Regions from separate parts of the Mus musculus genome. Here region 2 is linked to region 1. Evidence: chromatin contacts called from public HiChIP or PLAC-seq data. All regions are on one chromosome and are shown on one strand. Each heading gives the region's core, a stretch centred on a gene start, on an enhancer-like site or on the middle of the called end of the contact. The rest is flanking DNA. Distances are from core to core; before and after follow the strand shown.

Region 1 (5,540 bases), core at 1,912-4,411:
CCTAAATTTAATGGGCTAATAATATAATTATTGGCACAAATATTAATCAGTAGTAATTAGTTATCGATGATCAGCCTTAATCTATGACCTACTTACAGATCATGCTATATCTAGCTATAATAAGGGAGCAACTTTAGATACCTTTTTTCCCACAGTGCAGCACCAAGACACACATGCTAAATAGTAACAATCTGAGGTAGCATGGCAGTTCATGAAGGGTAAGGTGTGAGTTTAATTAATTTGAATAAAATATACATACCGTAGGCATGGCATCCATTATTTTAGTTCCTCCTAGGCCCTAGGTCTGTGTGACAATCTGATCTTGGCTCTAGAGTCATTTTTGCTAGACAGCATGCAGTTGTCTGTCTTGTTGAGTTTCTGAGCCTGACCACACCTGCTTCTAGGTCCAATAGCCTTTGAGCCCATTTCCATCAGGGTAGCTCAATGGTGTTCATCAATCCCAGAATTCTCTTTCTGCCCCTTACATCACATATTGAGAGGGTAGGTTGAGCAAAGGGTACTTACTATACTGTTCTGTCACTACCTTTACTGAGGGCCTGGGTGAGACAATATTTGTTAAGTGAATCCAATCCCTTCAATGGATACAAGTATTGTTTTCTTTTAAACTGTGTGTGTGACCACAGTCTCTGACAGAAAACAATCCTTACTTGGCTCATGGATTCAGAAGATTCCTGTCCATCCTGGCAGGGACAGTTCATCACAGCTAGAGAGTGTGGTGGGGGCTCTTCCTATTACAGCAGACTAAGAAGCAGACAGAGGCCAACGTCAGAGCTCATACACAACTCTTAAAGGCTCACCCCAGCAACTGACTTCTGCCCTGTAGGCATCATCTCCTGAATGTTCCACAGCCTCCATAAACAACACACACACACACACACACACACACGCACACGCACACACACACACAGAGGAGAGCAATGCTGAAAATATGAACCTGGGGGGATGGGATGTCTCAGGTTCAGACAATGACTATAGAAAACGCTTTGCTATCTCTAAACCTGGTGAGCGCAACCTCCCTACAGCATTCTTAGCTTAATTCTGTTTTGTCTTTGTTGAGAGGAAGCTGTAGAGGAGGGCTGGTTACTCCTCTCTTCCATCCATGCTTCTCTTCAAAGGCTCATAGTGGGGAGCTAAGGCCACCCTGATTGTGAGGTATGCTGAGGGGGTGCAGCTTTCTCTTTAGGAGCAGTGCTGCCCAGCTATAGAGGGGTGTGTGTGTGTGTGTGTGTGTGTGTGTGTGTGTGGTGTGTGTGTGTGTGTGTGTGTGTGTGTGTGTGTGTGTTGCTTGCTGCCAGAAGCCCTCAGCTGGCTGAGAAGAGGAAGATAGGGAGGCAGGCCTAGGCTTCACAGCAGGAAACATACAAGGTCAGCAAATGAACCGCAGACTGAGTTCTCACAGCAGGAGGCGAGGGGACTCCCAGGGCTAGAGTGCTAGACTATGTGATTCAAAAGCAAATGTCAACATGGCGGTCATCCAAGGCTTGGAAGCCTCCCAGAGGTAACTTAGGACTTGTGGTGACCTTTTACTGCAAGTCCATGGCCTTCCAGTCACTATGACCCCTGCTGCCAGGTCTTCTACATGGCCCTTTCAGGCCCAGAGCCAACCAATCATAGGATGTTTATGCTCTGGCCCTGCCTCCTGATCGACCTGGGGTTCTTCTGTGTGCCTGTGTCAGCTGGGCCAGGGGTGAGAGAAGGTGGTGAAGGAAAAGTGTGTGTGCACAGGGTATCGGGCTTGGGCTTTTACAGACGTTGATAGTATTGGGCTTAGTGACCACAATTCAATTAGAAGCTCTACTCAGTCATTCTGAGTGACTATATTCTTGCCAAAAACTGCTGTGTAAAGGCGGCTGCATTTTTGTTAGTCCTGCCTGATGGATTTTTAAGTATATTAACCACATACATTCACACAAAGGGGGAAATTTACTGCCTAAACAGAGGGCCTTGAATTCCCCAGGCTAAATAAACCCAATGAAAACACGAGAACTGCATTTACAGGGCCTCCTGAAGATAAGAATACAGCCTTTAGAAATTCTTTCAAATGAAAAATGGATGGCTGAGTTGCTCATAGACCAGGAACCCAGGCATTTAACTCTTCCCTAATGTGTGGGGGACCTCAGATAAGGTTTAGGATGGAGAGTTTGTACCGCGGGCTTCCACGGGGTCTTGGGAATTCAGCCCACTATGAAGCCTCGGCCATCTTGGCAATTTCTGGTTTGTTTCGTGTGTGTGTGTGTGTGTGTGTGTGTGTGTGTGTGTGTGTGTGTGTGTGCGTGCATGTGTGATGTTGAGGGAGAGATGCAGAGAAGGCCTGTGCACATCCTCAGCTTCTTTTTGTGTAGAGTTCACTGAGGCTGAGGAACAGGACTCTCCCCTGGGCCTTGGTGGTAAGCAGGGGCACATCTTTTTCTTAACCTTGGAGGAAGAGTGGGAAGTTAAGAATGTACCCAAGGGGTCACCCCTCATGTGTTTTCCCGCAGAAGCAGGTTACCCATTAGGGCAAAGCAAGGCAAAGCTCTCCCCTGAAACACCCTCAGCCTTCTGACGATATTGGGGAACCCCAAGTTTTCCTCAGGAATAAACCTCCCCATTGTGTTCAGAATACATTACACGGTGGTTCATGGAGTAACTTATAGGTGGATTTCAGTGTAAGCCGTGTCAGAATTGTTTATAACATGGATGCAGAGTGTGGGATTTTTCAGTGATAGGATGGATCTGTATCTTGGGTGACAGATATGTGAATGTGTGCTTATCTGTCCTATCTCACAGGACTGGATCTTAACTAATGGGGGCACTTTTTTTTAACTTCCTTTTATCTTGATACCACTTTGTGACCTAATTATCCATCTAGACCACACCCCTTTCAAAAGAAAGATGCCACATGTCAACCCTAACCCACAAGCTCAAGATGCCAGGAGAGCTGCTCGAGAAAAGGCAGAGATGGTGCGTGTTTCTCTTGGGGTCAGATGATGTAAGTCTTCAGATAGCCATGGCCTTGTATGGTTACGTGCAGGTAGGGAAACACCTAGCCTCAGTCTGACTCACCAGGAACAAGATTATCTCTCGGGATGAGTCAGCATCACAACTGTGTTCTGAGAAGACTCATGTGCCTGGCGTGGTGAAAGGCCCAGAGCACCCACCAATCAGGGCACCAGTTGCACGTCTCGCCAGCCCTATTTGGACAATGACAAAGGCAACCTACAGCTCTCTTATTTCCCAGCACACTTGTATTAAAGCCAAGCCTTCCTTCTCAGTCAGTCATGTACTCGCTTAGAGACAGGGAAAAGGAATCATTGCAGTGTATGACATGTTAGGGCTGCTGTTTATCCAGTTACGGCTAAGCCCAATAACAGTTGAGAAAAATGCTAAACACTGACTGTGTTCTCCGGGCATTGGTGGAAATGTGTGTGTGTGTGTGTGTGTGTGTGTGTGTGTAAGGATACAGTTAAAACAGAGTTGGGCAATGTGAAATACCACAGAAAGTAGAAGTTTCCAAGGAAAACATGGGGGAAACCGTTTGAGAATCTAATGTATGCTGTAGCCTTTTAAAGGAAACATTAATAGAGAAGCTTGCTCTCAGAGGGCAAACCAGTAATAAATTTTGTGTCAGAAATTACCTGTCGGTAGGATTATGTTAAATAATGTTGAATTGTTATTAGTCGGAGGGGAAAAAGGAGAGCCGCTTTCTAAACATGTTCAAAGAGGGTAATGTTTCACGCATAAATCCCATTATTGTTTAAAGGGATTTTTGTACTTAACCCTTCTTCTTAAAGACAGATTGAAAACATTGGCCATTTTATTTCATTCCCCAATGCATTCATTATTGGAAAAGAAACACTCTTTTCACACACTATTTCTCTGCAGGAGTTGTACAGTGGACCCTAGCTCAGCTTAGATATCCATGGGAGACTGTCCTATTGGGTAAATGTAGACCTGACCATTGGAGTCAAATAGAAAATAGATTTCTGTACCTCAGCATGGCACTAATACATAGTGGGCACCATGCTATTTCAATTTTTTGTGCTGTTTACTTATTTAATCCAAATAACACAGTGTGTGTGTGTGTGTGTGTGTGTGTGTGTGTGTGTGTGTGTGTTATATGTATATATTACATATATTTTTATATACATTTCCATTTCAAAAATGAGTTTTATTTGCAGGTGTGTGACTCTCTAATAATTTCTCAGGTTCACTGTAGCATGCCTGATGTGAAACTAAAGGCTAGTCATCCGAGTTCTATAACTTGCTCCAGATGCAGTAGGGTAGGGAACCAAATGGGGTCACTGTGAAACACAGCTTGAATTGGCCTTCCCGTTGTACAGGGCTAAATCCTGTCCTCTCGACAAAGGGCTTATGGTGACTCATAAGTGTCATATCATTAAGTCACTGCACCTAGACAGGAATATCATTTCAACTTTTTGTTCTCTGAGTGAAGAATGCTTGCCACCTTTGAGTAGCAGTTTTTTGAATGACAAGCTTCGGGGAGTTTCAGCACCATTCGATTTACTGTGGTTTTTCTCCCTGAACACTGGCCATTACCAACCTGAATCTGATTTGGGAACTACTGTGTTTGATATGCCATGCCACGTGTGCCGGTATTTGCAGTGTCTACACAGGTGTGTTAGGTGTCTTGGGAAATGTGCTTGTCAAACTTCAGTGTTAGTAAAGCACCCCTTTACTAACACTGTAGTCATTTGTCGTGGGGCTGCGTGATGGTAGGTTGTAGATAATCTTTGGAAAGTGTAAGCCAGTGTATCTTCCAGGCCAACCTGTAGTCCACGTTGGCCTTTTGCCAGTGGGAGGTTAAAGTCTGCTTCAGGAGCGTCATGCCTTAGGAACTGGTCCAGTAGTATTTGAAAACTCACTCAGAGCAGACATTTGTGCTATCCATTTGGGATTTCATCACGTGGTGGGGAAATGGTTTTTTAATTACCCAGAAAGACGCATGTTTTCAGAATGTCCTGTGGTTGGTTGGTTAAAATATGCAAAGACATAGCTTCTATTGTCTCCAGTGACTAGAATATGAGCCCTGGACTGCGTGTGTTCATTCTCTTTCCCATGAGATAGCAGTACCACCACCAGCAGGCTCCATGCTCCTGGCCTACTCAGACTTCAGTCACACAGGTGGGCTTCCTGTCACACTTGGGAGAAAGTCCCTCAGCCCTCTGCATAACAAGAGCTCTGTTTTTCCTAAACTTCCTTATCTCCAGGAATATTTTTCTCCCTCTTCTTATTGATTTCATTTTTAATAATGAAAAAGAGAAGTCGTTTTCCTTACATTTGAGAACAAAGTTTCTTAACTTCGAACATTCTCTAAATGGAAAGGGTGGCGTCATGACCTCATTTTCCTCAGGACCCATCATCGTCCAACTGAAACAGTAATGAGTTTAGAATAAGCCTCACATTGGGACCTGGGGGAGGGAGGGATGCTGAGAATACTGGAATTGTGTGTTGAAGCCCACCAGTGTGATAACACACACCTGGGCAAAGTTTGGAAATGCCCCCATGAAAAGTCTTTT
Region 2 (5,540 bases), core at 1,299-3,798, 210 kb after region 1:
ATCATGTGCTAGTGAGCTAGAGGGACTCAGAAGCAGTAACAACCTGCAGGGAGTGCAAGCCACACTTTCCCCTTCTGCAGCAAGAGTCAAAGGCCCGAGGCTGTTAAATGACTCACCAAGGCAAGGCCCACAGCTGAAGCTGCACGTTGACTCCAGATGACTAGGCCAAATGTTTCAGTTGGTTTCTCTATTGGCCCAACAAATTGAATATACTACAACCATTGAAACTGAGTCTCTTTAAAAAGAAAAAAAATTCTCTTGTAAAACAAAATAAGATCAAGAGAAGAAGGACATTTTCCCAAACCTCAAAGATAAGGATGTTTTTAGTGCATTCAGAGAAAACCATTCCCATTGTCTGGTCACAGGGCTACTTTGTGCCTCTGTGTGAACAGCCTTCTTAGAAGTCTAGGGGACTGTGTTCTGGAAGATCAGATTTCTACAACAGTCTCCTAGTACAAGCCTTTGGCATTAAACATTAATGATGGAATGATGGTTCTTGCTCTATTGTGCCGGGGATGCCCTTGATTAAATCAAAATGGCATTAACTAATAAGAGATTAAAATATTTAGAATCACATTAAAGAGTTTTCCACAACCAAGCTCCCAAAGCCATTTAGTTGTGTTTAGTTTTTAAACTATTTTAGAGTTCTTCCGAAGAGTATTGCACAAATTCACCAGGGACAATTAAAACAACAACAACATCAAAACAACAACAAAAAAACCTAATGCTTTAACAAACATTCTTTAAATGCACAAACTCCATGAGCGTCCGGAAAGTATGACGAGCAGAATCAGCCTTCCTGGGTCTGAATGCTGGCTCTGCCACTGAGCGTAATACCCACAACCATCCTCTAAAGGTGTCAGTTACTGAGCGTGCAAAATCAGGACAACTGCACTCTTCACTCAAGATGATGTGGTATCCACACCTGCACGGTGCTTACGAAGTCAGAGTTGCAGAGCGGGAAAGCATGCGGATAAAGTTTAGATATAAAATGTTTCCCGAAGGCTCTTAGATTTTAACTGGTGGTCCGCAGCTGGTTGTTGTCTGGGGAGGCTGAGGTACCTGGCTGGGTCACTGAAGAAAGGTCTTTGAGCATCTTAGCCCCTGGGATATCTGCTTCTTCACCGTTCTACCCACAGGCTTCTGCTGCACACCATCACTCGACAGTGCCTTCTCCAGGTGATTGATAGCACCCCTGAAGCCAGGAGCCCCAAATAAATCTTTCCTAAATGACCTCTGAGAGGCATTTTGTCACAGCTATGAGAAAAGTAATGTACACATGCAAACTAAGTGATTTACATTTCCTCCATGCCAACCAGTAAACATAGTCACTGAGTAGGACTGTCCCACATTCGAAAGGAGCAATTCAGGACAATTGCAAATTCTGTGGTAGCCACATGTGTGTTTGTCTAACATCAGTGCTGAGTTTGGAAGTTCTCAGAGAACCAAGAGAAACTGTGCCTGCCCACCCTGCCTGCTGTGGAGCCATCACTAATGGGTAAGAACACATTATCATCTATGGGTCAACGCTAGTGGGACATTATTTCAGTTTCATATAAATGGATTCCCCTTTTGTCCAACTTATTTTTTCTCCAGGGTTATAATCAACTTGAAAATCCAGACTACTGTCCTCATGAGGGCTTTGAACATACAAGGTGTTCAATAAAAATTTATTGAGCCACTCACTCTGGCCGTCTGTCACTGAGTTAGAAATCATATCAGGCACTAAGAAGGACTGAAATTATGCAAGGGAAGAAATCTTCTGTCCCTTAGGCAGAGAGACTACCTAGCAGCCACAGCAGTGATAATTTCAAGGCAGCTATGGTGATCTCTGACCATAGTTCATCTTCCTACCCAAATTTAAGGAGGGGAGCTAGAAAATAATTGACATTAGTACACACACACACACACAGAGAGAGAGAGAGAGTTATGAGATTCTTCTGAAAATCAAAGATAGATGAACAGTTTAGCTCAAGAGAAAAGTCTACTAGGGATCTGAAAATCAGCTTAGCAGAGATCGGCTGAGTCACCTCTACATCGGCTTCAGGGCCACTTAGATCAAAGGCAGGAAAACAGAAAGCCCCCAGCTTCATAGGCAGCGGCAGTGACATGGCCAACTAAACACTGATGGGATGCTGGAAGATAAGATGCAATAAGGACCAGAAAGTGGCAGTAGGAATCTTGAGGGCCCTCCCCAGTCCTGCACAGGTGACTGTACTAGGCATGCCTGTGGAAGCTGTCCTGCATGGTTGGTTTCACTAACCATGTCTCTCCTTGAGTGGCCGCTATACAGGTGCATACCTGTGGGGCTTGGCCTGGCCATCAGTGATTGTGAATGAGCCGCATAGTTGTCACTCAGGAGCTGATTAGAACTGTTGACTCTTGAGCCCAATTTTAAACTTAATGACATTGAATAAACTCTCAGGTCATCCCCCACCCTCGACACACACACACACACACACACACACACACACACACACACACTGCCCCTGCCCACCCCCAGCTAGAGAGCTTCTCTGGCATGTGGTTATGATTCAGAGCCTTAGTCATGTGGATGGAGTAATAGAGGTGGAAGCAGGGTGTGGGAGAAGGCCGCAGACGCTCACTGAGGCAGAACCAGGTTTCACCCCTTCAGCAAAACTGTATCCACTGCTGGTTTCCAGTTCAGCTCCCTTCGAAGCCACCGACTCCCCAGTGTGAGCCTCCGACCTTCCTTCCATCCAGTCATGTTGCTCTCCTAAAGTCAGCCTCCAGTCTCCATCAAGGAAGATAGCGCTCCTATCCATTGGGTATTTTCAAAGGTGTGTGTGTGTGTGTGTGTGTGTGTGTGTGTGTGTGTGTGTGTTTATAAAATTGCAACTTCTCACACTTTTGAATAGCCCCTTTCTTGGCAGGAGAATTCAGTATTTAAGGCTGTATTTTTCTGTTGTTTACTTGATGCAAGGACATCTGTGGATCCTGGGAGATTCTCCTTTCTAGTAAAGAACAGATAATTTTGTGATTCACAGTAAACTGAAGCAAATTTCATTTTTCTTTTCTTTTTCTCGTGAAAGAAAGAAAAGCCCCCCCCCCCCCCGTGATATTGATTGGATTACTTAAAGTGCCTAACTCACCTTAGAAATCACTAAATTCATCATGTAGAATGGTCACAGCAGAATGAGTTATAACCAGAGTAAATAATAGGAAGAAAGAAAGGAAGGAAGGAAGGGAAAGCCAAGCAGAGATAACCCATAAGAAATGTCAAGTCATTATAGTGTTTATGGAACACCCCACAGCACCCTCACACTCATCTGTATTATTAAGCAAAAAAGTGAATGGTCCGGAGAACAACAGGAAGCAGGAAGCTCATTGGTTCTCTAAGTGTGGTCTGGGTAGCCTCAGCATCATCTTGCCTGGGAAGCTGTAGAAATGCAGGCTCATAGGCTCCACCTCAAACATTCCACACTAGGGGGGAGAGCCAGTAAGCCACTGAAGCTCGCAGGGTGACTAGGATCTGAAAAGCACCAATGCCATGTAGGGTCGGGCTGACCCACCAGGAAGTGTGTGTAGGGTCAGGTTGACCCATCAGGAAGGCAGATCAGGGCAAGGAATTGAGGAACTTCCCTAGAAGAACTAGAATATACGACAAGAGTTCCTGACTTCTTACATCACGGCTCTTATACTCACAGTCAGAGGCAAAAATGAGACTTCTTACTGTTTAAATATCCAAGGAAAAGGCAGGGTTACAATGTAGGACACTAGATAGAAATATACCAGTGATAGAATACTTACTTGACAGGGCTTAATTGCCAGCACAGCAAACAACGACAACAATAATATATTTTAGACATAAAGACTCCGGTAGATGGACTATAAAGATGACTTCTTTGGTATAAAGGCCCTCCACACAATTCTGAGGACCCAAATTATCCCTAGCACCCATGTAAAAGCCAGTGTGGTAGGATGTACCTATAATCCCAATACTAGAGAGGCAAAGACAAGGAGGATGCTGGGTGCTGACTCGATGGCCGGTGAATAGTGGCACAGTGTAAGCTCAAGGTGAGGTGAGAAAGCCTGTGTCTAAAATGGAAGATGATAAAGATAACTTTGACTCTCTGTGTGCATGTGTCTCCCCACAACCAGCATGTGCATCGACATACAACCTCTCACACACATGCATGCACTCATCCAAGAAGACAAGAGAGATAAAACATGTTTCCCCAGGATGAATCTAAGCAGTGGGAAATACTGAGATGTTTATTGGCATGCACAGACACAATACATCTACAAGGACACTGGCAACTCCTCTGCAGAGGCACACATGGTGATGCTTGGTTCATTTTAAGGTGTAAAAACTAGCTCTAGCTCAGCCGTTGGGCCATTTCGATTCATTCTTGTTAGCTTACAGTTTCAGTTTACAAAGCACTTAATGAGCACAGCATCTCTTATTCATCCTGCGGTATGTTCAGCTCTTTCAACTAATGGATGGATTTCTACTCCCTTTCCAAGTATTCACTTATAAGATGCATTTGAGTTCCCTTTTTGTATGCAAACAGCCAAATCATGCAATTAGGACTTGCCCACTTCTCCAGAACAAGGGGCCAGAACAGACACAGGTCAGGACTGTGCAATTTTTATGTTCAGGCGCATCCATTAAACCAGCCGTGGGAGACTCACTTAAGTAAAGTGCAGTATTCTTTAACAGCTGCTTTGCCACACAAAGAAAACCAGCATTGTGACACCTCCCTGTAGCCTCTGTATCTCTTGAATCGAACTTTCAATGTCAGAACAGAGATTAAAATGATGTCACTTAATACAGAGCGCTGCTCTTCTCTCTCCTCCCTGGCTCGCAGTGTTGTGTGTTGAAAGTTACCTTTTAAGGCTTACACAATGTTGATGATGTGTCCCGATAGTGACACGTAAACAAGTAGCAAAGAGTGTCTGACCATGAATGAACCTGAGCAGTCCATTCTCCAAAAACTGGGGAAATAGACACACACACACACACACACACACACACACCCTACCCCGTTCCATCCTAATCTAGATGTAGAGTAATCTGATCCAAGAGACTTCGCCTCTAGGGTCACTTAGTAAGATTTACCACAATTGTGAAAAAAAAAAAAAGACAGTGGATGGGTGATGCTCAACTCAAATATTCTCCAGGAGCCGTAAGAATACACACACGCATCCCATGTGCATCCTTTCTATTGCTTTTTAGTGGGTAAACACCGAATTACTGTGTTCACCTTACTACTATTGAGTGAAATATGGAGGACAGAAGAATCACAGATGCCCACAGGCTTTTCATCTCACGAATGGGCGTCTTCCTTGGTGAGTCATTCCGTCCCTTAGACCAGTCAGTTCTGGAGGAACAACTCCCTCATTGTGACTTAGAACCTAGTTCCTCTCATAATCTCCATTCGATGCCATGTGTCTGCCTTCGGCCTTAATTATAACCCGGCCCTCATTTGCACTTACGTTAAATAAAGAGTATGCAAAGTAGTTACTTGTTCCAACTCCCAACCATAAGCTAAGCGTGGCCTCGGAGTATGGGGTAG

Evidence for each region. HiChIP or PLAC-seq counts read pairs in DNA pulled down with a chosen protein or histone mark.
Region 2: a contact with region 1 is called in a FOXA1 HiChIP or PLAC-seq map of pancreatic cancer cells. The contact joins two enhancer-like sites. A contact is called at or near these places in 5 of 484 Hi-C or Micro-C datasets (bone marrow-derived macrophages, embryonic stem cells, liver and 2 more) and 2 of 115 datasets of contacts at active chromatin or transcription factors (bone marrow-derived dendritic cells and pancreatic cancer cells).

What each region holds. Positions count from the first base shown.
Region 1 is chr6:53,495,005-53,500,544 of GRCm38.p6, forward strand. All of the region lies in intron 5 of Creb5 (cAMP responsive element binding protein 5), which reads left to right. Gm38814 (a long non-coding RNA gene) reads left to right here. Exons shown (of 2, transcript XR_869096.1): 2 at 1-3,274. Among named protein-coding and RNA genes, the nearest start is that of Gm38814, 4.2 kb to the left of the region's middle. Within about 2 kb of position 3,162, at least 45 of the 459 cell types and tissues checked have an H3K27ac peak or open chromatin away from gene starts, as enhancers often do. A contact at or near this core is called in pancreatic cancer cells, where this site is marked.
Region 2 is chr6:53,704,538-53,710,077 of GRCm38.p6, forward strand. No RefSeq gene overlaps it. Among named protein-coding and RNA genes, the nearest start is that of Tril, 110 kb to the right of the region's middle. Within about 2 kb of position 2,549, at least 43 of the 459 cell types and tissues checked have an H3K27ac peak or open chromatin away from gene starts, as enhancers often do. A contact at or near this core is called in pancreatic cancer cells, where this site is marked.